7 separate regions of the Mus musculus genome follow, and regions 1, 2, 3, 4, 5 and 6 are each linked to region 7. Evidence: chromatin contacts called from public HiChIP or PLAC-seq and promoter capture Hi-C data. All regions are on one chromosome and are shown on one strand. Each heading gives the region's core, a stretch centred on a gene start, on an enhancer-like site or on the middle of the called end of the contact. The rest is flanking DNA. Distances are from core to core; before and after follow the strand shown. Region 1 overlaps Itsn2 (intersectin 2). Region 2 holds the start of Asxl2 (additional sex combs like 2, transcriptional regulator). Region 3 holds the start of Pfn4 (profilin family, member 4). Region 4 holds the start of Atad2b (ATPase family, AAA domain containing 2B). Region 5 holds the start of Mfsd2b (major facilitator superfamily domain containing 2B). Region 6 holds the start of Sf3b6 (splicing factor 3B, subunit 6). Region 7 holds the start of Adcy3 (adenylate cyclase 3).

Evidence for each region. Promoter capture Hi-C pulls out the DNA fragments that hold promoters and counts their contacts. HiChIP or PLAC-seq counts read pairs in DNA pulled down with a chosen protein or histone mark. Capture Hi-C pulls out chosen DNA fragments and counts their contacts.
Region 1: a contact with region 7 is called in a promoter capture Hi-C map of hippocampal neurons, with 2.5 times the contacts expected there. The contact joins the enhancer-like site here to the promoter of Adcy3 in region 7. A contact is called at or near these places in 11 of 39 promoter capture datasets (the 3T3-L1 cell line, the C10 cell line, embryonic stem cells and 8 more), 1 of 484 Hi-C or Micro-C datasets (bone marrow-derived macrophages), 3 of 115 datasets of contacts at active chromatin or transcription factors (embryonic forebrain, large pre-B cells and microglia) and 1 of 9 other capture datasets (macrophages).
Region 2: a promoter capture Hi-C map of neural stem cells shows a contact between it and region 7. The contact joins the promoter of Asxl2 here to the promoter of Adcy3 in region 7. A contact is called at or near these places in 1 of 39 promoter capture datasets (neural stem cells) and 1 of 115 datasets of contacts at active chromatin or transcription factors (embryonic stem cells).
Region 3: a promoter capture Hi-C map of liver shows a contact between it and region 7. The contact joins the promoter of Pfn4 here to the promoter of Adcy3 in region 7. A contact is called at or near these places in 14 of 39 promoter capture datasets (the 3T3-L1 cell line, the C10 cell line, cranial neural crest and 10 more), 2 of 484 Hi-C or Micro-C datasets (bone marrow-derived macrophages and muscle stem cells), 2 of 115 datasets of contacts at active chromatin or transcription factors (astrocytes and large pre-B cells) and 1 of 9 other capture datasets (liver).
Region 4: a promoter capture Hi-C map of adipose tissue shows a contact between it and region 7. The contact joins the promoter of Atad2b here to the promoter of Adcy3 in region 7. A contact is called at or near these places in 2 of 39 promoter capture datasets (maxillary cranial neural crest and second pharyngeal arch cranial neural crest), 2 of 115 datasets of contacts at active chromatin or transcription factors (memory CD8 T cells and pro-B cells) and 1 of 9 other capture datasets (adipose tissue).
Region 5: a promoter capture Hi-C map of cranial neural crest shows a contact between it and region 7. The contact joins the promoter of Mfsd2b here to the promoter of Adcy3 in region 7. A contact is called at or near these places in 2 of 39 promoter capture datasets (cranial neural crest and hippocampal neurons).
Region 6: an H3K4me3 HiChIP or PLAC-seq map of embryonic forebrain shows a contact between it and region 7, with 2.5 times the contacts expected there. The contact joins the promoter of Sf3b6 here to the promoter of Adcy3 in region 7. A contact is called at or near these places in 6 of 39 promoter capture datasets (cranial neural crest, frontonasal cranial neural crest, hippocampal neurons and 3 more), 1 of 484 Hi-C or Micro-C datasets (nephron progenitors), 1 of 115 datasets of contacts at active chromatin or transcription factors (embryonic forebrain) and 1 of 9 other capture datasets (adipose tissue).

Annotation. Positions count from the first base shown.
Region 1 is chr12:4,707,874-4,710,888 of GRCm38.p6, reverse strand. Itsn2 (intersectin 2) reads right to left here. Exons shown (of 40, transcript NM_001198968.2): 36 at 2,655-2,776; 37 at 1,862-1,944. Among named protein-coding and RNA genes, the nearest start is that of Fam228a, 29 kb to the left of the region's middle. Within about 2 kb of position 1,653, at least 21 of the 459 cell types and tissues checked have an H3K27ac peak or open chromatin away from gene starts, as enhancers often do. A contact at or near this core is called in hippocampal neurons, where this site is marked.
Region 2 is chr12:3,425,497-3,428,300 of GRCm38.p6, reverse strand. It overlaps Asxl2 (additional sex combs like 2, transcriptional regulator), which reads right to left and starts at 1,444. Exons shown (of 13, transcript NM_001270988.1): 1 at 1,089-1,444. The coding sequence starts at 1,145. It overlaps 1110002L01Rik (RIKEN cDNA 1110002L01 gene), which reads left to right and starts at 1,554. Exons shown (of 3, transcript NR_030694.1): 1 at 1,554-1,800.
Region 3 is chr12:4,767,883-4,770,582 of GRCm38.p6, reverse strand. Pfn4 (profilin family, member 4) reads right to left here and starts at 1,288. Exons shown (of 4, transcript NM_028376.4): 1 at 314-1,288. The coding sequence starts at 430. It overlaps Fam228b (family with sequence similarity 228, member B), which reads left to right and starts at 1,349. Exons shown (of 7, transcript NM_175431.5): 1 at 1,349-1,677; 2 at 2,062-2,193. The coding sequence starts at 2,086.
Region 4 is chr12:4,915,928-4,918,789 of GRCm38.p6, reverse strand. It overlaps Atad2b (ATPase family, AAA domain containing 2B), which reads right to left and starts at 1,437. Exons shown (of 28, transcript NM_001362349.1): 1 at 869-1,437. The coding sequence starts at 1,081.
Region 5 is chr12:4,872,801-4,875,655 of GRCm38.p6, reverse strand. Mfsd2b (major facilitator superfamily domain containing 2B) reads left to right here and starts at 1,297. Exons shown (of 14, transcript NM_001033488.2): 1 at 1,297-1,385. The coding sequence starts at 1,320.
Region 6 is chr12:4,816,054-4,819,011 of GRCm38.p6, reverse strand. Sf3b6 (splicing factor 3B, subunit 6) reads right to left here and starts at 1,404. Exons shown (of 4, transcript NM_025323.2): 1 at 1,193-1,404. The coding sequence starts at 1,222. It also overlaps the pseudogene Gm20348.
Region 7 is chr12:4,132,749-4,135,744 of GRCm38.p6, reverse strand. Adcy3 (adenylate cyclase 3) reads right to left here and starts at 1,592. Exons shown (of 21, transcript NM_138305.3): 1 at 745-1,592. The coding sequence starts at 1,419.

The DNA.
Region 1 (3,015 bases), core at 404-2,903, 580 kb before region 7:
TGCTCTAATGGAGACCGAGTGAGTCCTGTGGTCTGGGGATGTGCAGTCTTCTCAACTTTTTTCTTTTTAAAGATTTTTTTAATAAAATTTTTTTGAGACAAGGTATTGTTAGGTTTCTCAGGATGGCTGGCCACAACCTTGAGGCCTCTTGCCTCAGCGTCAGTGGGGTAGCCTGGTCTACAAGCAGTGGTCCACTCCCCAGTGTCTCATATCTCCACGATGGAGAATGCCCTTGTTCCCTGAAGGCAGAGCCTGGCCTTACTAACTCGGTAGGCCCCGATATGCACACCACAGGGCCTGGCACACAGCACAGAACTGTGTCTGAAGGATTGTACCCATGGAGAATGCAGAACACACACAGCGAGAAACTCAGGAAAACCTTGATTTGCACTTTTGATAAATTAGGAGATGATTATATGTTTTATGAAATGATCCAATCATTGATTTTTCAGTAGCAAGCTTTTAAAATAGTATTCAATTAGGAAAAGGTAATTTTCACATACCTTCAGGAGCACAGAACAAAATAAGGGCAACCTGAATAAAAACACACAAAGAGCTTCGGCTTCAGCAGTGGAGCCTAAGTGGGAGCACTGAAAGGGAGGAGGTCGGGAGGGGAGGCCAGCCTGAACTGGGAGCACTAGGAGGGAGGAGGTTGGGAGGGGAGGCCGGCTTGCACTGGGAAGGTGGGGCTGGCATTGCCAAGGGGGCCAAGGATGCTTTCCAAGGATCCTTTAGGGCACTGAGCTGGCGGACGACCTGTCCTATGAACAGAGGACACAGCGTGACACAGATCCCCTGCTCCCCAGGAGTCAGTGGTGACTTCAGAGGATGGAGAAGTGAAGTCTGGGGGCAGTGAAACCCTAAGACAGCTCTACTTGGGCCTTGAGAACGGGGAGCGTCCTGTGGGGAAGGCCTGGCAGCTGCCTGTGACACAGCAGTGGAGACAGAGCAGGGAATGGGGCTAGGTGATAGGCAGGGTTGGGGATGAACCTGAGTTTGGTGTAAAAAACTCTCCTTAATTTGAGAGGCTAAAAGGAGGATGCTCAGGCAGGGGGTTGGCACTGTCAAGAGAGGAGGCTGGTGGAGCCTCTGCAAAGGACACAGGCCTGGGAAAGACAGCAGAGCTGCTGCAGAGGACTTGTCTGGAATGCTGGGACTGCAGAGAGTAGCCATAACCCACCATTGAGCTGATATGTGCCATGGAAGGGTTGTCTGATGGACACAATGCTCAGAGGAGGGTAGTCGCCCAGCAAGACTGGAGGAAAGAGCTGAGAGCCAGATGAAGCTGAGTAGAGGAGCCTCAGGATATGAGGAGGTCAGGGGTGGGGAGAGTGTGTGGGCAGAGGAAGCTGGAGCAAGGACTGGGTGGGTTGCTAGTGTCCTTGAAAGTGCCATCTACACAGCAGTGGGGGAAAGATGTGGAGAGAACCTCGTGTGCCACAGTATGGTGGGGCTGAGGTGCTGGAGGGCTGACTGGGCCTAGGGTACTAGGTGCTGGAGGCCAGGAGGAGGCAGAGGCTGAGAGGACAGGGGCCGAGTGTCATACCCAGCAAGTGCAGTCAGGTGGGACAAGACATGCCCCAGCAGGGGCATGTTGGTCAGAGTGGAGGGAAGGGGCAGGGGCAGGAACAGCTGGCTACACAGAGCAGGTAGGACCTGCATTTGGTCCCATAGTGTGAGAGCTCAGGGCAGCTTGGAACAGCTGCTATGGGAGGGGCGGTACCCAGGCTCTTTTGCTGCGATCTGAATCCATCTGCCAGGCCTTACTGCTGGGGCAGCAGCTGGTGTCTCTAGGACCAGACTCCAGTCTGCCTATACCACGTGGCAGCTGGTTCCCACCCACCAGGACACCAGCAGGTACCTTGGTAAGCCTTTTCCCGTTTCTTCTTCTCAGTGTCGATGTACTGCTCTGAGGCACCCTTGATCTTCTGGACCCAGGCCGTCCTGGCAGAGAAGCAGAGTGGTGCTCATGAGGACTGCCAGAAAGCTCTTGGTTCAAGCCCAGCCCCAGCTCCATGCCTCCTCTCTCTTGCTGACCTCAGCTTTAAGGTCATTTAACAGGTTCTCAGTCACACATCTAATCTAAGTCCAAGTGATAGACTGACTGCTAATTAAATCTGAGCTGAGGCCTTGTAAAGATAGCTTGAAAGCAACACAAGGCCCTTGTGAGGGACTGGGAGCCCAGAGCTAGAAGAGACGACCACACTGATGGCAGCTCAGCATGGCGGGTGGTTACCAGAGAACTGTGTAGAGGGACAGCAGTGTTCCCTGGGACTGTCATCAGAGGTGCTTTCCCTGGGAGCCCCACTGAAGGGAAGAATGGCAGGTGGGCACATGGCAGGGAGAGCAGCCAGCTGGCCAAGTGCAAGTCTGTGGGATGCACATCTGTGGGGTTCAGGTAGGTCCCAAGGAGATTTTAGTGGAGACCGGGCATGATCTGCCATTTGGGGAGCTGCCAAGGAGGCAGGAGGCAGGTGACTGTCAGGAGGCAGCTGTGTGACCAGTATGTATCTAAGCTGGAGCCTACTGTGGGGCTGGGGAGGCTGGGGTTAGAGTTGGTAGGACTTGATCATGCGTGGAGTTGGACTTATGGCACTGGGACAAGCCTGTGCTGGCTCCTAGAGTTCAAGACAGGCCACATGATGAGGACTGACCTCTCGTTGATGTTGTCTGTTCGGAGTGTGTACACACGATCAATGTGGGAAATGTGGAAGACGGGCTCATCGCTGGAAGGGTCTGTGGGAAGTTTCACCAACACTTCATTCAGGAAAATGGGCTGAAAGAATTAGGACCAAAATAGTGGCTGTGAGATAGGCCACAACACTTACCCACCAGGGAGTTCTTTTAAAAGTTCTGAAGAGCCAGAGGGGTCTGATGCCCAAGAAGAAAAGCAAGCCTGGATGGCAAAGTAAGTACCCAGTATCATTGAGCTGGGGACAAGCTCAGAGTGCCCCTGCTGCTGATGTGACCGGCTCTCTGCACACTGACACCTGGCTTGGTGACTCCAGTTAGAGA
Region 2 (2,804 bases), core at 195-2,694, 710 kb after region 7:
AGAGAAAATAAAACGTATAATTCATAAAGGTTCAGTTATTAGAACCCACTATGTTGTCCACTATTAAAGAGGTTGAAATGCTACTAATGCTTGATGAAACTTCAATTTCTCCTTAAGGTTTCTTTTCTTCGTAAATACACGTTTTAAATTTTTCAAAACAATGTTTCTCACAAATACTCATTGCTAAATGACTTTTAAATTCCATATAACAAAATTGGAGTGAGGGGCACTAATCACAACTTCATTGGTCCGGTCCACTTTCACTTTAACTTAAAAAAGAAGAAAAGAAATGAAAAGAAAAGAAAAGAAAAGAAAAGAAAAGAAAAGAAAAGAAAAGAAAAGAAAAGAAAAGAAAAGAGGAGGGGAGGGGAGGAGAGAAAAGGAAAGGAAAGGAAAGGAAAGGAAAAAGGAAAGGAGAAAAAGAAAGCCAATAAACTACACGTCCCACCATGCATTGCAGCCTTACTCAGAGTAGGTCTCTACGGAAACAGAAAAAAAAATTCTGAGTCCCACCTGTTACTTCGTTTCTAAACACCTCCTGCACTTTCAGCTCTCACAGCAAACACAAAAGCCTCGTGACCTCACATTGGCTCCCGGAGCAAGATAAGCGGGGGCCCCGGTCTGGCAGCACCTCTGCCTCGACAGGAGAACGCCACCGAGCTCAAGCGCTCCCCTCTCCTTTCCGGGGCTGGAAGCACGCACAAACCGCCTCCTGTCTGCATCCAATCGGGGCTCTCCGAGGCGCACAAGGGAGAAGAACCGGTTACTGGGCAAGCACAACACACAGGGCCGAGACAAGGGGTAACAGTGTAGGGGCGACAGCGACATGACCCCGAAAGGCAACCTCACAACACCGAGGAGGTCCAGTCGTAGCCACCGCGAGAAGTCGCAGTCGCGCGACGGATTCCTCGCGCCGACGCCTCGGTCTCCTCACGGCTCTCCAACGCGCCCGTAACTGCCGCTCTCTGCGCGCGCTTTCCTGATCCTCAACCCGGTCGCGGGGCCAAGTGACCTCCCTTGCCTTGCGACGGGTGGCCGGCGAGAAAACGAACTCCTGCCAGCCTTTCTCTCTGCTCCCTCCTCCTTACCGTCTTGGCGGCCTCCGCCCAGGTCCTGCCCTTCTTCCTACGGCCCTTTTCCCTCATGTCGGTTCTGACTGACTGGGAGGCTTCCGTGCCCCGGCTCCGGCTGCGTTCCCTCGCCTGCTGCGCCCTGCACTGCTTTTCCCGCGGTGCCAGGAAAGGTGGGAGAAAGGGGAAGTCGGACCCGAGAAGCAACTCAGCGAGCAAGCGGCCGCGGAGGCGCGCAGTGGCGGGGGTAGGGGGCTCTACGGGGTGGCCGGTCCTGCTGCCGCTGCCACTGCTACCGCCGCTGCCATATTGGGTTCTTACTGTACAAGCAGCTTCTGTGGTCACGTGACCCCTGCCGCGCGGCCGTCACTACTGTACGCTGCAGGCCGCGCGAACGAGCGCGCACTTGCGCGCGCCCCCAGCCTCGGCGTCGGACCGGCAGGCTGCAGCAGTTAGCCACGCCCCTGCACTTCCGGTGTCTCCGCATCGAGCCCTTGCGCACGACGGAGGGCGGCCCATGGTCTGTGGGTCGGATGTCTGGCGGTCACACCCGCCGGGAAGATCTTCTGGCGGAAACAGAATCTGCTCCTTTCGGGAAAGGCTGATTGCGCGGTTACGTGCAGCGTGTGTTGAGGAGTGGCTCTGGAAACTTAAAGAGCCCGACGATCAAGTGATCTTGCCAACTACCGTTTTAATCAGCATGTTTTATTTTGTTGTGGTACAGGCTCAGGTAAGGCGGACCTTAAACTCCGAACTTCTGTCTCCCATTACTGGTAATTACAGGCATGCATCGTCTTGTCCTCAAGTTCATTTTTTACAAAGCTTATCTTTTTGAAGACGTACCGCGTGCAGTTCTTGTCTATTATTAATCTGATTAATAGATGAGACAGGTTAGATTGATTTACCAACTCTCTAGTATAGGATGTGAATATACCAAAAACTAAGTTGTTAGCTACCAAGCCTTGTCTCGCAAAGTAAATAGACCTTTTTTAGGCCAACAGAAACCACGTTTATGGCTCAGAGGATAAGTGCACTGACTATTCCGGAGGTTCTGAGTTTAATTCTCAGCAACCACATGGTGGCTCACAACCATGGGATCCGATGCCCTCTTCCGGTGTGTCAGCTACAGTGAAGACAGCTACAGTGTACTCATACATAAAATAAATATTTTTTAAAAAGGAGTTTAGAAATCGCATTGTGTTTTTACATGTGATTGGTATCATCAAAGAAGTATGTTTTATCTCCCTTGGCACAGAGCCTATATGTATCAGGAATCCGTTAAATATTTGTTGAATGGTTCAGCTATGTCTAGTCAAGAAACTATTCACTCTTCATAATGTCAGTAACACCCTCCTGAATATCCAGAACATTTTATCTCTGATTATCTGTTCTTGTAAACAACATAGAGGAGAATGCACAGCGGCTAGGGATGTGGCTCAATGCAAGCTCTCCGCCTCCCATGGGTACTGGGGATTGAGCCTGCAGGCTAGCATAAGCCTTCTACCACTCAGCTGTACTCCAGCCATTCTGTTGTTTTTACATAGGCAGCGTCCCCCTAAATTATCCAGACTGTTCTTGAATTCGTTCTGTAGCTTAGGCAAGTGTACACGGATTTCTATCTTCATGCACACCAGAAGAGGGCATCAGATCTCATTACAGATGGTTGTGAGTCACCATGTGGTTGCTGGGAATTGAACTCAGGACCTCTGGAAGAGCAGTCTGTGCTTTTAACCG
Region 3 (2,700 bases), core at 39-2,538, 640 kb before region 7:
CTTTATTGCCAATCTGTAACACTGTGTGTGTGTGTGTGTGTGTGTAATCCATGAGTTGATATTAGTAATTAAGATAGCAGAATAAGAATCTGTGCTTACCCGTGAGGTTACCAAAGAAAGCAGGCATATGTATGAAATTGTTGCCACAGAAACTATCGTACTTTGTGAATTTATCATTACTCAATAAATTCTGACATTGTTGAAACATGTTCGGATGTTACATAGCTTACAACACATACATGAAGATAACATATAAAATCCAACACTCTATATGCTAACCTAAAAAATATTTTTAAGAAGCTTTCACCCTTACACTAAATCCTGGTGATGTCACACACAGGGTCTTTTCCTGGAGTTTGATGAGGGCTGCGCTGTCCACGTGTTTCGTCCCCAGCAGGGTATCTAACAGTAAGTTCTGCAAGTGACTCATGCTTCTTCGGCTCTGAACCAGAACCTGCAGCTGAAGACTCCACGAGGGACAATACAAGTGCTTCTTGTGTACGTTCCAGCTTATTATCAGTGTGTGTCCTCTAAAACGGTGGACGAGTGAAAATAGTGGTCCATCATCCAGGGTTCACCAGTACTCAGAGGGGAAGAAAAACTATTATAGAAAAATCAGAATTCACAGAATGGTTTATGAAGGTGAGTTTGAAAAAAAAATCAGAGCCTCAATATTTTTATCTATTTAATGATTTACCTGAGATTTAAAAACAAAGGTCTATGCCTATTATTTTGGGTACTCTAAGGGCAGGAAGGTCACAAGTTCAAGGCCAAAGAGACCCTGTCTTAGAAAAATAAAGATCTGCGAATAAGTCCTCCATTCAATTCTCAGCTCCGCAAAAATGAACAAACAAATAAATAAAAGTAAAATAAAGTAAAAACAAAAAAAAGCAACCAGTTATCCACAAAATCTCAAAACCACTCAAGGTGCACCACCGATTTAAAAAAGATACTCTTTTCATTCCTCCTCCTTGGCCAGCATCAACGCTGTAGACAAGACACCGGTCAACAAACCTGAGCTCTAAGACCACCTTGGAGGCTCTTTAGAGCTACATTTACTGCTCATGTGCTGCCATCTTGGACGGCCCTCAAAGGGTCAACCGCCACAAACACTCTTTTGCCGCAGGTTCCTAGTAAGGCGAACGACTCTCTCCCGCCGCTGCCTTCGGAGGACTAATTGATGGGAGGCCGGTAGCCTAACTGAATCCTGAGTCCTGGAGGCCGGGAACTAAACACAGAGTAGGGGCTACAAGAGGAGACGAGGCTCCGCTAGGGGCGGGCGTAGCACGGATCTGAAAAGCTGATTGGCTGCGATAGCTGCCTGTTAGCGCGAGACAGTTCCACTGCCTCCTTTTCGACTCGCCTCGCTCCCAGGCCAGAGGGCTGCACTGCTCCGTGCTGTTCGGCGAGGTGCGCGCGCGTTCTCGTCTTCCCGCTGGCCGAGGGGCGCGTAGGGGTGGCGCCGCGTCCCAGGAGACAGAGGTCCGAACGCCCGCGCGTTCCGAATCCAAGGTCTCGGGCTGAGGCCGCGGGCTCACTGTGGTGCGGAGAGCCGAAGGGCAGGCCCACCGCCAGAGGGGGCTGAAGGACCTGTGGAAGCCTGCGCGGCAGGACGGCCCGCGCACGCGGTCTGTGTCGGAGCCGGCGAATCGCGAATCGGGGGCCCGGTACTCCCGGGTGAGCGGGCCTGGTACCCTAGATTCATCATGGGCGCAGACCCACAAGTCTTCTTCTCCCTCACATGCAGGCCCCGGGGAGGGCTTTGGATCTCTTGGAGCTTGAAGGTCCCAAATTCCCTTCTTTCTCTAAGTTCATTTGTCAGTAGCTTGAAAGCGGCAACTCATCAGCATTCATGTCATATCAAACCTAGAAAACTGCTGGGAACTAGATTCCTAGCCAGGAGGGCTTCAAGAGAGCCCTGTTTCAAGCCAATTGGAAGGGACACATGGACGGGCAGTTTTCCAAGACTCGTTCCCTAAGTGCCCAAGGTCATGAGTGTTGATTATTAAACCGCGGAGAAAATTACTGTGAATTTTAATTACAAAATAAATGCTATTTTAGCTTTTCTAGGGACTGTGTTACTTGATGACCACAATGAAAAATAGGAGCCAAGATGATATGGTGACGGGCACACTCCCCAAGCTCAAGAGCTCCAAAGAATGGTTGGAACCACAGTCGCTTTCTTTTATGGAGGTACAGTTGTATGACTGTTGAGGTCCTTGCTTAGAGATGTGCCTTGTGCATAAGTTTTATTTTTCTTTCTATTTTACTCTATTGGATAGAACCTATCTATCCCCATTAACTCTACTAACTTTGTTACTTACTTACTTTGCTCTTTAAGAGCTTAAAGTAGAATCATATACCATTGATTATAAATTTTAACAATATAACAAAGCTGATAAAAACCTACTTAAAGCCGGGCGTGGTGGCACACGCCTTTAATCCCAGCACTCGGGAGGCAGAGGCAGGTGGATTTCTGAGTTCAAGGCCAGCCTGGTCTAGAGAGTGAGTTCCAGGACAGCCAGGGTTACACAGGGAAACCCTGTCTCGAAAAACCAACCAACCAACCAAAAACCCCTATTTAAACCTGGATATGTTGTATTTTTCTTCCTAAAGAGTTTTATTAAGGTATAATTGGTGTAAAATAAATACACTTGAAATGCATAACGATAAATTTTAACGTGTGTATGTTCCTGAAGC
Region 4 (2,862 bases), core at 188-2,687, 780 kb before region 7:
ACTCCTTGAATTCAGAACCAATTTCATAGTAACACAAACTTCTCGATGTGCTAGCTTCATGTTTTACACTACAGGTGATAAAAGTTCAGGATCTCAGATCTCATCTCTAAAGAACTAAAGCAACTCTTGCTTCTGCAATTGTACGGACCACAACAACGCTAGTTTGACTTTTGAAAAACATTTCCTTAACAGAAATGTAGAAACCATGTCACGATGGCCATTCGACACGTTTCTTTCTACATACTCCCTTTGTAACTTGAAAGTCCTCTGCTCTCTACAAGAACCTTGGTTAGCTGGCTGGCTCGCCCTACAGCTTACAGCACCGTGTCTGATCTGCCTTGCCTACAGAGGCGTTAAGCGTTGGTTTTGTTTTTAAAGTTGGTGTCAGTGCAGCTACAAACTTTTTTCAGCATCCCTGCCTGCCTGCCTGCCAACTGGAGCTCTGTTCACTTCCTTACCAACTTGAACCACCCCCAAACTAAGTAAACTCAGACAGCGGCAAGAGCTGACACACTTTCAAGAGGGGTTTGACACCGCAGAAAACTTTCACTTCTCTCTTCTCCCCTTCCAAGCCAGGCACTGCAGCCTTAAATTCTTGCTTCCTCTAGAATTCCCTTCTAAAGCCGGGCAAGGACACGGATGGCAGAGCATTCTAATGTCCCCGAAAGGAACCCCAAGAGCCATCTCCCGTGGACTCGAGTGCTGTTCTTTACACAAAAGAACCGGGCCGGCTCAGCTAAGGTGCTGGAGTCGCGGCCCTTCGGCGGCTGCCACCCTCCACCGCACCCGCAAGACGGTCTCCGGCCAGACAAAGCCCGGGCGGCCGGGCCAGCACTTTCAAGCCTCGGCCGTGGGCCGCCGCTCTTACCCGGGCCTCGTCCAGGGCGCCGCCGCTTCCCCCGGCCTTGGCCGCCGGGCAGCTGGCCGCGCGCGTCTTAGAGGAGCGGGTCCGAGAGGAGATGAAATGGCTGCTGCCGCCGGTCGCCCCCGGCTCCGCTCCGGCTCCGGCCCCGGGCCCAGGCCCGGGCCCAGGAGACTTGGACCCGAGAAGGCGCAGAGAGCTCTTCCGGGTGTTCACCATGGTCCAGCCAGGGGGACCGGGTCCACGCCGCGCCCGCCGCTCCCGGGAGAGGCGAGGAAGGCCGGCCCGCCGGCGGGCAGGGGCCAGCGGAGCCTCGCCGGGCCGGCTCGCGTTGCCTCTCCGGGACGCAGGCCCGACAGGCTAGAGCGGAGCAGAAGCCGGCGGCGGCGCGAGGAGGCAGGGAGCGGGAGGCGGAAGCGAGGCTGCAGGCCGGCCGCGCAGACCCTGCGCCCGCTCAGCGGTCCTCAGCGGGAGCCGAGCGGAGCCGCCATGTCTGCCCCTTTCTCTCTCGTTCTCTCTCTATCGAGCTCCGTGCGTCAGGTCTCTGGCGCCGCAGGGCCGACAAGGCCGCTTCTGGACGCGGCCGCTGCGGGGCGCTGCAAGGACGCGCAGCCCTTCCTTCTGCACAGGCCCCGCCTCGACGTGACGTCAGCATCGGCGGGAGGCCTGCGGGGAGGCGCTCTGGGCTGTGAACCCCACAGTGGCCAGCTTTTGCTGCCCTGTCTAGACTGGGGGATGGGCAGAGCCGGCCAGGGCGCAGGATGGGTTTCCGCGTGGAACGTAGTCCGGACCCTTCAACGCCTGGCCAAGACCGAGGACCCCAGATTCCAGACCCCTGCGGTGGCCTGGAGGACGCCAGGAACGGCCGACCAAGCGCGGAGTAGAAGGAATGGAGAGGACGGTGCGGTGCGGAGGGGTTCCAGTTGCCTAGGTACTTTGGGCAAGACCCCTAATGAACTTGGGCTGCACATTGCATGACTGTCCAAATGATAATGGCAATGAATGAAAGAAGTCCCTGCGGTAATCCACGCAAGTTAAACTAAGAAAAAACAACTCTAGGAACTCTGCATCCTTTTTTAAACTCACTATGGAGACCAGGCTAGCCTTGAACTCTGCATTCATCCCAAGCGCCAGGATTAAAGATTTGAACCACTGAACTCAAGTGTTGTTCCCTTTGACTTTAGCCAAGTCTACCGGAGGGATTTTGCAGCATCTTTTATCTCCATCCTACCGGTGTGCAGAATTAAGACAAAACACTTCCAAAGGAAAAAAAGTCAAAGTACTATGTAATTATTAAATTAATGTAATATGGAAAGGTCTGGAATTATAGAGGGAAGAATAAATGTTCATTTCAAAGCATCACAGTTTATCTAAGATAGAGAGCCTAGTCTTTATTTGGGCAGAAATTCCCCTGATTATTACACTAAAAAAGTGAAGAGTGAATAAAGACTAAATAGCTTCATAGTTATAACATTTAGCCATGTAAGACCCCAAACAAAAAATTAATAAGCTTTGTTCAGTCCTCACTATATAGAATGTACAGAGTAGTTGTGTGTATTTATATATATATATATATAAATAAGTAAATAAGTTCAAAGCCAACTTGGTCTACATAGTGAGTTTCAGGACAGGCAGAGCTACATAATGAGACCCTCTGATTCTCAAGAAAGCTCACCAACAAATGGACAAGAGATCAGTAAAGTACAACTGGTGGTAAGAAGCACGAGCCCCTACTTCAAGCAAGGACCTAAGGAACTCCTTTAGAGATACATTCTGAACTACAAAATGAGGGGAAATACATCAAAGAAAGAAAGAAAGAAAGAAAGAAAGAAAGAAAGAAAGAAAGAAAGAAAGAAAGGAAGGAAGAAAGGAAGGAAGAAAGAAAGAAAAGAAAAGAAGGAAGAAAGAAAGAAAGAAAGAAAGAAAGAAGGAAGGAGGGAAGAAAGAAAGAAAGAAAGAAAGAAAGAAAGAAAAGAAGGAAGAAAGAAGGAAGGAAGAAA
Region 5 (2,855 bases), core at 48-2,547, 740 kb before region 7:
ATACGTACATGCAGTGCTCACATATGTATGTATGAGCTCATAGGGAGGTGCAGGAAGGGCTGCCTCATGGTCAGCTCTGACTCTAGCTATTTCAGATATAACAGTTAATATTGAACTTTGATGGCCATGTAATGCTTTGTGGAATTTCTTTTTCTTTTCTCTCTTTCCTTTTTATTTTTTAATCTCTTAAGATCAGCAAACCTCATATAGAACATTCAAAATATACAGAACAAAACACAAAACAGGGTATGTGGTTAGCATGGCCTTGAGCCAAGTCACTTCTCTGTGTTGGTGATTGACAGGTATGAAACAAAATGGCTAAAGCTATTTTGGGGGTGGGGTGGGGTGAGCAGACCATACCAAGCACACCGAGGAGAGGAATCCAAAGATCCAGTGGCCTCCGAAGTCCATCTCCAAGAGAATGTAACGCCGCAGCACATCAAAGTTGACACATTGGAAATCTTTCTCTTAAGTTGGCTGGCCCTAGCCGGGCGTGGTGACGCACGCCTTTAATCCTAGCACTTAGGAGGCAGGGGCAGGGGGATTTCTGAGTTCGAGGCCAGCCTGGTCTACAAAGTGAGTTCCAGGACAGCCAAGGCTACACAGAGAAACCCTGTCTTGGAAAAAAAAAAAAAAAAAGTTGGCTGCCCAGCCCCTTTACTCCTAGGAGGAATTTTTTGGGTTTTGGGTTTTTTTCCCCCCTTGGGGGTAGGGGTCGACTAATTTCTGGGACCCATTGTTTCAGTAGTCTGATAATACAAGGAAGGATAGTCACACTATTTTCTTGTTAGGTGTTTATACAGTGTGGTCTTTTGCCTTTTGAAAGTATGTCCTGGGTGAGCTATCACACCCACCACACTTCATTCACCCTCCAGGACTTGGTGGCACAGCTGTAGTTGCAAGTCCCCTATAGGAAAAGCCTGGGAAATGTGTAGTTCGGGCTGAGTCCACTCAGCCACAGTTTTAATCTGGACAAGTGAAGTGCTTTATTTAAATAGGTTTATTTGCTGGCTTTCACCCAAGGCGGGGTTAGCTGAGGGTTTCTGTCTACAACATGTCTGCCAAGAAACAAACAAGATCGTCCCTGAGGACTTGACCGCTTTTTCCCAGGTGTATGGAGATTGGAGTTCCTCCTTGGAGAGGAGGACCCGAAGCTTCGAGGTCCTGGGTATCCCCACACTGCTGCCTCAGGTGGCACGCGGCTACTAGAGCTCCCGGAGGGCGGGCTGCCTGCACAATGGGACCACGCCCACTTGGCCAGATCCACCCTCCCGATAGTGACTGCGCTGCGGCAGCAGTCGGAGCTTAACAGCCACGGGATGTCGGTGCCCCATGGACCCACCCCCGCTCCTGTCGCAGAGCCTCACACCCAGGAGCCAGGCTCGGTGAGCGTCAGGGTGGGAAGAGGGAAGCCGGGCTACTCAGCGCTCCCAAGAGCAGGGAAGAACCTACCACAGCACTTTGTCCAGTTGTTGGGTAGTGTGTGGTTTGGCGCCACTGGGACACCCCAGAGAAAATAGGAAGGCATCCCAAGTCCTAGTGTGAAGTAACACAGCTTTATTCAAGTAGGCAGGCTGGAAGGACCAGATCTCCAGTGTCCTGACTGCAGATCCTCCTGGAGGCTTCTTAGCCCAGCGAAGGGAGCTGCCTCCTTTCCCCAAACTCCTGGTAGCTCCGGTTGACTTAGCCTCCCTCCGAAATTGTGGTGCTCGCCAGGTACCAAGTTCTCCTTAGAGGATTCTCCGGATGCCCAGGCAGGGGCTTGAGAGATTTGGGTAGAGGGGAGATGGGAACCCAAGGTCCTTAGACCCTCTGCGTTCTCTTCGTGGCAAAAAGTGGCCCTCAGTTGGGAGACCCCGTGCCTAGGTGTGCCTGTAGTCTCAGTACCTGACTGGGGAGGCTAAGGCAGGAAGATTTCTTGATGTTCTGGGAAATATAATTAGAGCTATCGCCTTAACAGTTAGGAAAAGTGGATGAGTAAGAGACATGGCCCGGTGGCTGCAGATCTCAGATGGTAAGATGGTACTGGGGGTGGGGTGGGACCTCACCTCTCCCAGAATTTAGAGAACTGAGGTGATATGTGATATTAATGGAAAAAGGAAAAGAAACCTAAGACTGCCATGAAGCAGCAGTGTTTGACTACGTTAATAATGCTATGAGGTGCATGTCTTCATTTTGCTTATCAAGCAACAAGTTCCGCAGGTCACACAGCCAGTTTGTTCGCTCCATGTAGTGTAGTGTAGATTCCATGGACTCTATGGGGCTGATGGGGTAAGGAGACCCAGCATCACTCAGTGTGTGAGTCTGTCTCATGTCAGTTTCAGCTGGAGTTTGTTGTAACGGCCTTTCTATTATCTCAAACCTCCACAGGCCCATTTAGGGTAAACAAGAGACTCATTAAAGGATGGGAATCCGCTCACACTGGATTCTGCCTGTAAAGTTTTTCTGGCAGTTGCAATGATGTCCACACAGATGTCAGAAGAAGAATACATCCAGCCTTGAGTGTGGTTTTTCTCCTAGGGTAGGAAATGTGTGAAGTTTGTGATATGCCTTATCTAGGAAGACCTTTCCCTTCCTCACAGCCTGCCTGTGGTGGTGTCTACAAGATACTGAAATGGACGAAGTCCACACTCCCTCCCACCCCACTCTGCCCCCAAAGGATGAAAAAAATAAAATGATTCCTAGCCTTAGTTGAAGATTACTTTACAGCATCCTCATAGCCATTCACTGCTTAGAAACATTGAGCACCTACTGTCCGCTTGGGAACTAGAGGCTCCACAGTGAGTGAAAGGGCTTACTTACATAGCGCTGGGGAGGGGTGGGAAGTAATCGAGAGTATACCAGCCAGCTGGGCA
Region 6 (2,958 bases), core at 155-2,654, 680 kb before region 7:
TAATCAACAACTGCCACACAAATATATTTCTCCAGTAAATCTGCTTTTTCACTGTGTAAAACACTGTGTATGTCTCTCTCTTCTCTCCTAAAACTTCACCATCATCATCCCCTGTAAAATTTGAAAAGGCTCTATACTCTTCTCAGCCAACATAGGATATGACCCGGGGCTCCACACTTCTTGAAGAAAACAGATATGATCAAATGGTAACTATATATTCCTATTGTAAACTTTATCCATCTATGTCCATCCAACCATTTTTTTCTTCTATTGGTGTACCAACCACTCCCCTCTTTACTTATTTTTGGTTGTCATGGTTTGAGGTGCTGGGAGTCAAATCCAGACTCACGCCCACTAGGCAATCACTGAGCCACATTCCAGTTTTACTCTGGAATCTTACATATCAGGTCTCTACCATTATGTTGGCTCACTCTCGTTGGTCTATAAAAAGCACTGTAGGTATCTTTAAAACAATTCAATTTCTCTATTAATAAGAAAAATCATAGAATCAGCTCTACAGTTTTGTCCTAACTCCTACCATCTTTTTATTTTACAGGAACTAAGTTTTCATTCACTGAAATGATTCACATAATCGCGGTTGCCCAAAATCTTCATCAGGATATCCAATGGTCAATTATGTGTCTTTGTTTTGGTGTGATTCTAAGTTTTAACCACTTCTTAATTTCCTGAAAGATGTTTTTTTTTTTCCTTAAAGGTTTTGGTAACACTCACTGACAACAGTAGAACATAAGCCCGACTAGTCCTTTACACAGTAGTGTTGAATAAACCCAACTGATGAATTGCTTCCCGTTTGTAAGACAAGAGACAAAGCAGGTGCTTACATAATATTAATAGAGGATTCCCAAAGTTCTACATTCGAGAAAAATCCCAGGCTCCAGCTGGCAAGGAACCAAATAGTTACTCCGTATGTCTTTTTGGACTCAGAAGAGCCTAACGCCTGGTCCTAGGCGTTACGAGGTCACTGATGCCAGGGGGCTCTCAATAGGGGTGGGGCGAAAAGTCGCTCAAAGAACACACCCCTGAGGACGAGCCCAGGACAGAACCTCCTTTGACAGAACTGATAACAAGCTTCCCCAACTATGGGCGGAGGGACAAAAAACGCTCCCCAGGCACGCAGCAACAGTCAAGCAACAACATCGCTTCCCTGTCACGCAGAAAGCGGGGTACTCACATTCGCCCTCTTAGCCGCTTGCATCGCCATCTTGGCGGGCTGATGTAGGTTACCGTAAGATCCCTCTGGATATTTCTAAACCTGATCGCCTTCGTGGGCGACACGGCGTCAGATACAGAGTATTTACAGCCAGGTAGCGCCGGAAGCTTTTACAGCAATGCCGGAAAGTCCGCGTCTCAAATTAGGACGCGTTTACTTCCTAGAAAAGATGCTCCAAGTCACACTACAGAGAACGCATTCTCAAGCCGGAAAGCGAACTAGCAAGCTCCAGAACGCTTCCGGATTGCGGACCGGAAGGGGCGGGGCGAATGCCAAGGGAAGGGAGGTGTTCCGCTTGAGGGGGTGTGGCTTAAGGAGCGAGGGGCGGGGTCCATGAGAGAGATCAGACCCAGAGCCTGCGATTTAGCGCGCCCAGGTCTCGGAGAGGAACCCGGCTCGCCAGCGCTTCCAACAGAGGTCCCAATCTGAACTTTGCTCGGAAGGCCGATCCCGGGGCCCTGGGCCTCAGGTCGCGCTTCACCTGACCGTCGAACTCCCTCACCCGGTTCCCGCGGCCCCTGTCCACGCAAACAGAGCACACAACCCGTCACATGCATCTTTTTATTTCCTTAGACCAGCTTTACAGGACATGGGAAGAGAGGCCACTTCCGAGTTTGCTCGGAGGTCCTCCTTCACTAGGGCAGCTCCAAGACGATTTTGCCCGCGCTCCTGTTAGCCCCCACATATTAGCCACTTGAATATAAGTTGCCGGGTAGACTCTATCAAGAACCAGCAGCAGACGTTGGGGGCTGTTTGCAGAGAAAGGCAGAATCTGCTCCGTGGAGGTTTTCACCGGCGTTTGTACTAAGGAAAAGATTATCAGCCTGAAGAAAGGCCTTAACCCTGTTATTCTCCATCCTGCCTAGCCCTAATGTTTTGAGTATCTAAAACAGCACACCCTTTCACTTCCCATCAGGAAAGAGCATGCTTTCAAATGTGCACCCTCATTCTGTACCAGGTAAGACTGAAGGCTGCAGTAAAATACTAGTGCAAGTGACAGACTTACATAGCTTAACACAAAAGGAATGCTGAAGCCTTATCGCTGCGAAACTGATGGGATATACTCCCAAAGCTGGCTCCTTCTATGATGCTACAGAGGATTTTAGGAACATAAACCTGTCGAAGGTCCAAGCTTACATAGGCTTTTTTGGTATACTGAGAAGAGGTCTACCCTGAAAACAAAGCCGTGGGCCTATGTGAAGACTTAATACTGTGGCCATGTTTTTGCTCATTCTGATAGAAACATATAAATATGAAGTATAGAAATACGTGGGAGGGTTTAGAGAATTAATTATCTGAACACAGTTACCAATTGGTACACAAGGTAGCAGACTTATTTATAGGCTCCCTAAAGCAAGCTGTTTGTACAAAGGCAGTTTTCTGGGTGACAATCCTACTTTCTTTCACTTACCACCCACCTCATTATCCCTAGATCGAGCAAACTAGTGATCCGACTACCTCATTTAAAAAGTAGTTTTAAAGGCTGGGCGTGGTGGCGCACGCCTTTAATCCCAGCACTCTGGAGGCAGAGGCAGGCAGATTTCTGAGTTCAAGGCCAGCCTGGTCTACAAAGTGAGTTCCAGGATAACCAGGGCTATACCGAGAAACTCTGTCTCAAAAAACAAACAAACAAAAAAACCCAAACAAACAAAGAAGTAGTTTTAAAAACAGGGCCCACTAAAACTAACAACAGCTCCTACTATTAAGCCACAGAGAGCCCAGCAACC
Region 7 (2,996 bases), core at 343-2,842:
GACCAGAATCACAGCCCATCTCTCGCAGCACTTGGTGGGAACGCAAATCAGCAAAGCTGAATCTCAACTGTCCACGCCTTCAGTGGAACTAGCCTGCTAGGCCGCAACACCACACTCCACACCACAGCGGCTATGACAACCGTCCCGGTTGTGTCCCCACTTCTGCCTTCTATGGGAGACCACCCTCCCTTACATCACCTATCTGCTGGTGATGCTCTGAGCTCTAAGGAAGAAGCAGGGTATCTAATAACCACGCCTTCCCTCCTTAAGCTCTTCACATAACCTAACAGGCTTTCATCTCTGTTCCCTTGGATCTTGATAACAGCCACTTCTGCATCCAGGGCAGACAGGATCCCCATTTGACTGAGAGCACTGAACCCCCACAAGTCAAACACCATCTGGAGTTAAGCAGAGTTTGCCACAAGCCGTCTCTTGACCTGGGTCATAGACTGGCTGAGCAAGACTTCCTCCACACCAAGATCCAAGGTGCTGTCACCAACTCCAACCAGGCACAGTTGGCTGAGTGGCCCCGAGGCCCAGTGTTCTTTCTCTAGGAAAAACACCATATGACATCGGGGTGCACACTCCCAGGGGCTGAGAGGTAGTCCTCTGAACTGACAACTGGGACCCCAAGGCCGCTCAGGACGTGTTCAACTCCTGGCATTGAAAGCAATCCCACCTGAGTGACACTTGGCTGGAAGAGAAGGAATACAATAGACAGATAGGGAGGAGGGTGGGACTCACCTCCCTCAGCAGCTGCATCCCTTCCAGCTCATCCTGCTGCTGCTGGGCCACAGTGACCCCCAACACAAGCGTGTGCACAACACAGGAGACCACAGAGATGATCACGATGGGGCTGAGGCTGAGGGGCAGCGTTATGAAGAAGGAGAAGACAAAGAAAGCCTGCCAACCCACAGTGTCACTGGCTGCGTGGGCCCGTGAAAAGTTCAGGCCCAGGTAGGAGAAGATCTGGGCCGAGATGAGCAGCCACAGCAGGTAGGGTACCACTTTGCGGCTCACTCGGTCCGGGAGCAGCCCCTTTTTACAGAGCACGAAAAGGATGATGTCCAACACCAGACCGAAGCCTGCCACCATGAGGGGCGCCAGCTTGTCGCTGGAGAAGACCACCGCGCACATCACTACCACGTAGCAGTCAAAGAGGGCCGCAAAGACCACCAGCACCAGCAGGGTCTCATGGCGCTGCCTTTTGAAGTAGGTCTGGTAGAGGTTCTCCAAGGACTCAGGCACGAAGGTCAGCCGCATAAAGCGAGGCAGGCACAGGCAGGACCCCGAGTTCCGCACAGAAATTTCATGGGTCCGGCCGACCCCGCGGTCGGGGTCAGAGGGCAGGCTGACCGAGTATTCAGCTGAGTACTCTGCCGAGTACTCGGGATCCGAGAAGCCCTGGTTCCTCGGCATGTTGGCTGCTGGCTGTTTCTAATGAGGAAGGGAGACCTGCAGGTCAAGCCACTTCACCAGGGCTTCGTAAGACCCGGGGAAGGCGGGGAGGTTCCTCTTGGTTATGAATGAAGGGCGTCCAACTGGAGCTGGAATGCTTAGTGGGTTCCCAGGACACAGGTGGCACCGAACATCTGCAACTTAAAAGGACATGGCTAAGGACATGGCGCCTCTTTCCTTGACCCAACCTACCCCTCATACAGATCCATGCTACACAAGCCTCCAACACCACAGCCTCCCAAGCACGCCCACACACTCAGTCCAGTCCACACCAGACACCCGGTTTCCTGCGTCGGGCTTCTGGAGGGGCCTAGCCATCTCTCCATTCCTTGTATGCCCGGCTCTATCCCTGACTTCCTCACCTAAATTCCCTTCAGGCCCACTGGCTCCAAGCTGAAAAGAAAACGTGCCTGGAAGGAGCCGGAGCGGTCCTGGGGATTCCCTCATCTCCCTTCTGTTTACTTCCTTTCCCCCACCCACCCCTGGGAGAATCCAGCCCCTTCCCAACCTCGGGCTCTGCAGCCTCGTGGAAGTCCATCCAGCCCTGGGTCGTAGCTTGGCGCTGACCTGTGCGGGAACTCGGGAGCCGCGCGCTCCAAACCGGGGCTGCGGAGCCAAGCCAAGTGGGCTTCAGCGAGCCGCAGGCTGCTTCCCGCAGTGCCGCCGCGCCAGCTCGTCCACCCGGAGCCTGTGCGCGGGTCCCCTCGCGGTCAGGCCCCGGGTCAGGCTGGGAGAGGCGCGAGGCTGCGGCTCAGCATCGGTGGGCGCAGAGGACGGCGGCGGCGCGCGCTGCGGATGGCGGGCCCAGGCCGGGGCAGCTTGCCAGCATCCTCTCCCCGCACGCAGGGCGAGCCAGCCGAGTCCGTGCGCTGCGCTCTGCACACTGATTCACACGCGCCGCAGGCCCCAGGAGGCGGGCGGCCCCTCCCCGCCTTGTCGCCGCCTCCTGGGCGCCGGGTGGAGGGGCCCCCTCGCTGTCCCCGGTGTCTCCCTCTTGCCAGCGCCCGGCGACGACTGCGTGGAAACGCCGAATTGGTGGCAGATAGAAAGGAACGAGGCGAATCTGCGCCTTGCCCCCAAACAGGCCGTGTTACGGAAGATCAAAGCCCGGGACGTATCTTCCCTGAAGGTGAGGCGTGCTGGGGCACCCCGGCCGCCCTTCTTCTACCCTGGCTTCCTTCCGGGGACAGGAGAGGCCTCGGGCTGAGGTTTGGGGGCAGCTCCCTGAGTGGGCGCGCCCCATCTCAGTGTCTCCGCCCACCCTGGCAGCCCAGACGTCAAGCGTGGGGCTTGATCTCTCTTCGAGGGAATAAGCAGCCGAAACTGGTGACAAAAGAGGACTGAAGTAGCTTGATTGGTGCCTGGCACGTGGACCTGAAAGAGGCCTTGCTTCACGAAGATCTCCAGTGCACATCCAACCAATTGGGATGTATTTGAGTTCTTCCTTAAAGAAGCAAATGCTCCTTTTGGACCTGTCCATCTCCTAAGCCGTAGCATCAATTATTTTCCTTGAATTTGACAGAACACCTTGTTAGGAG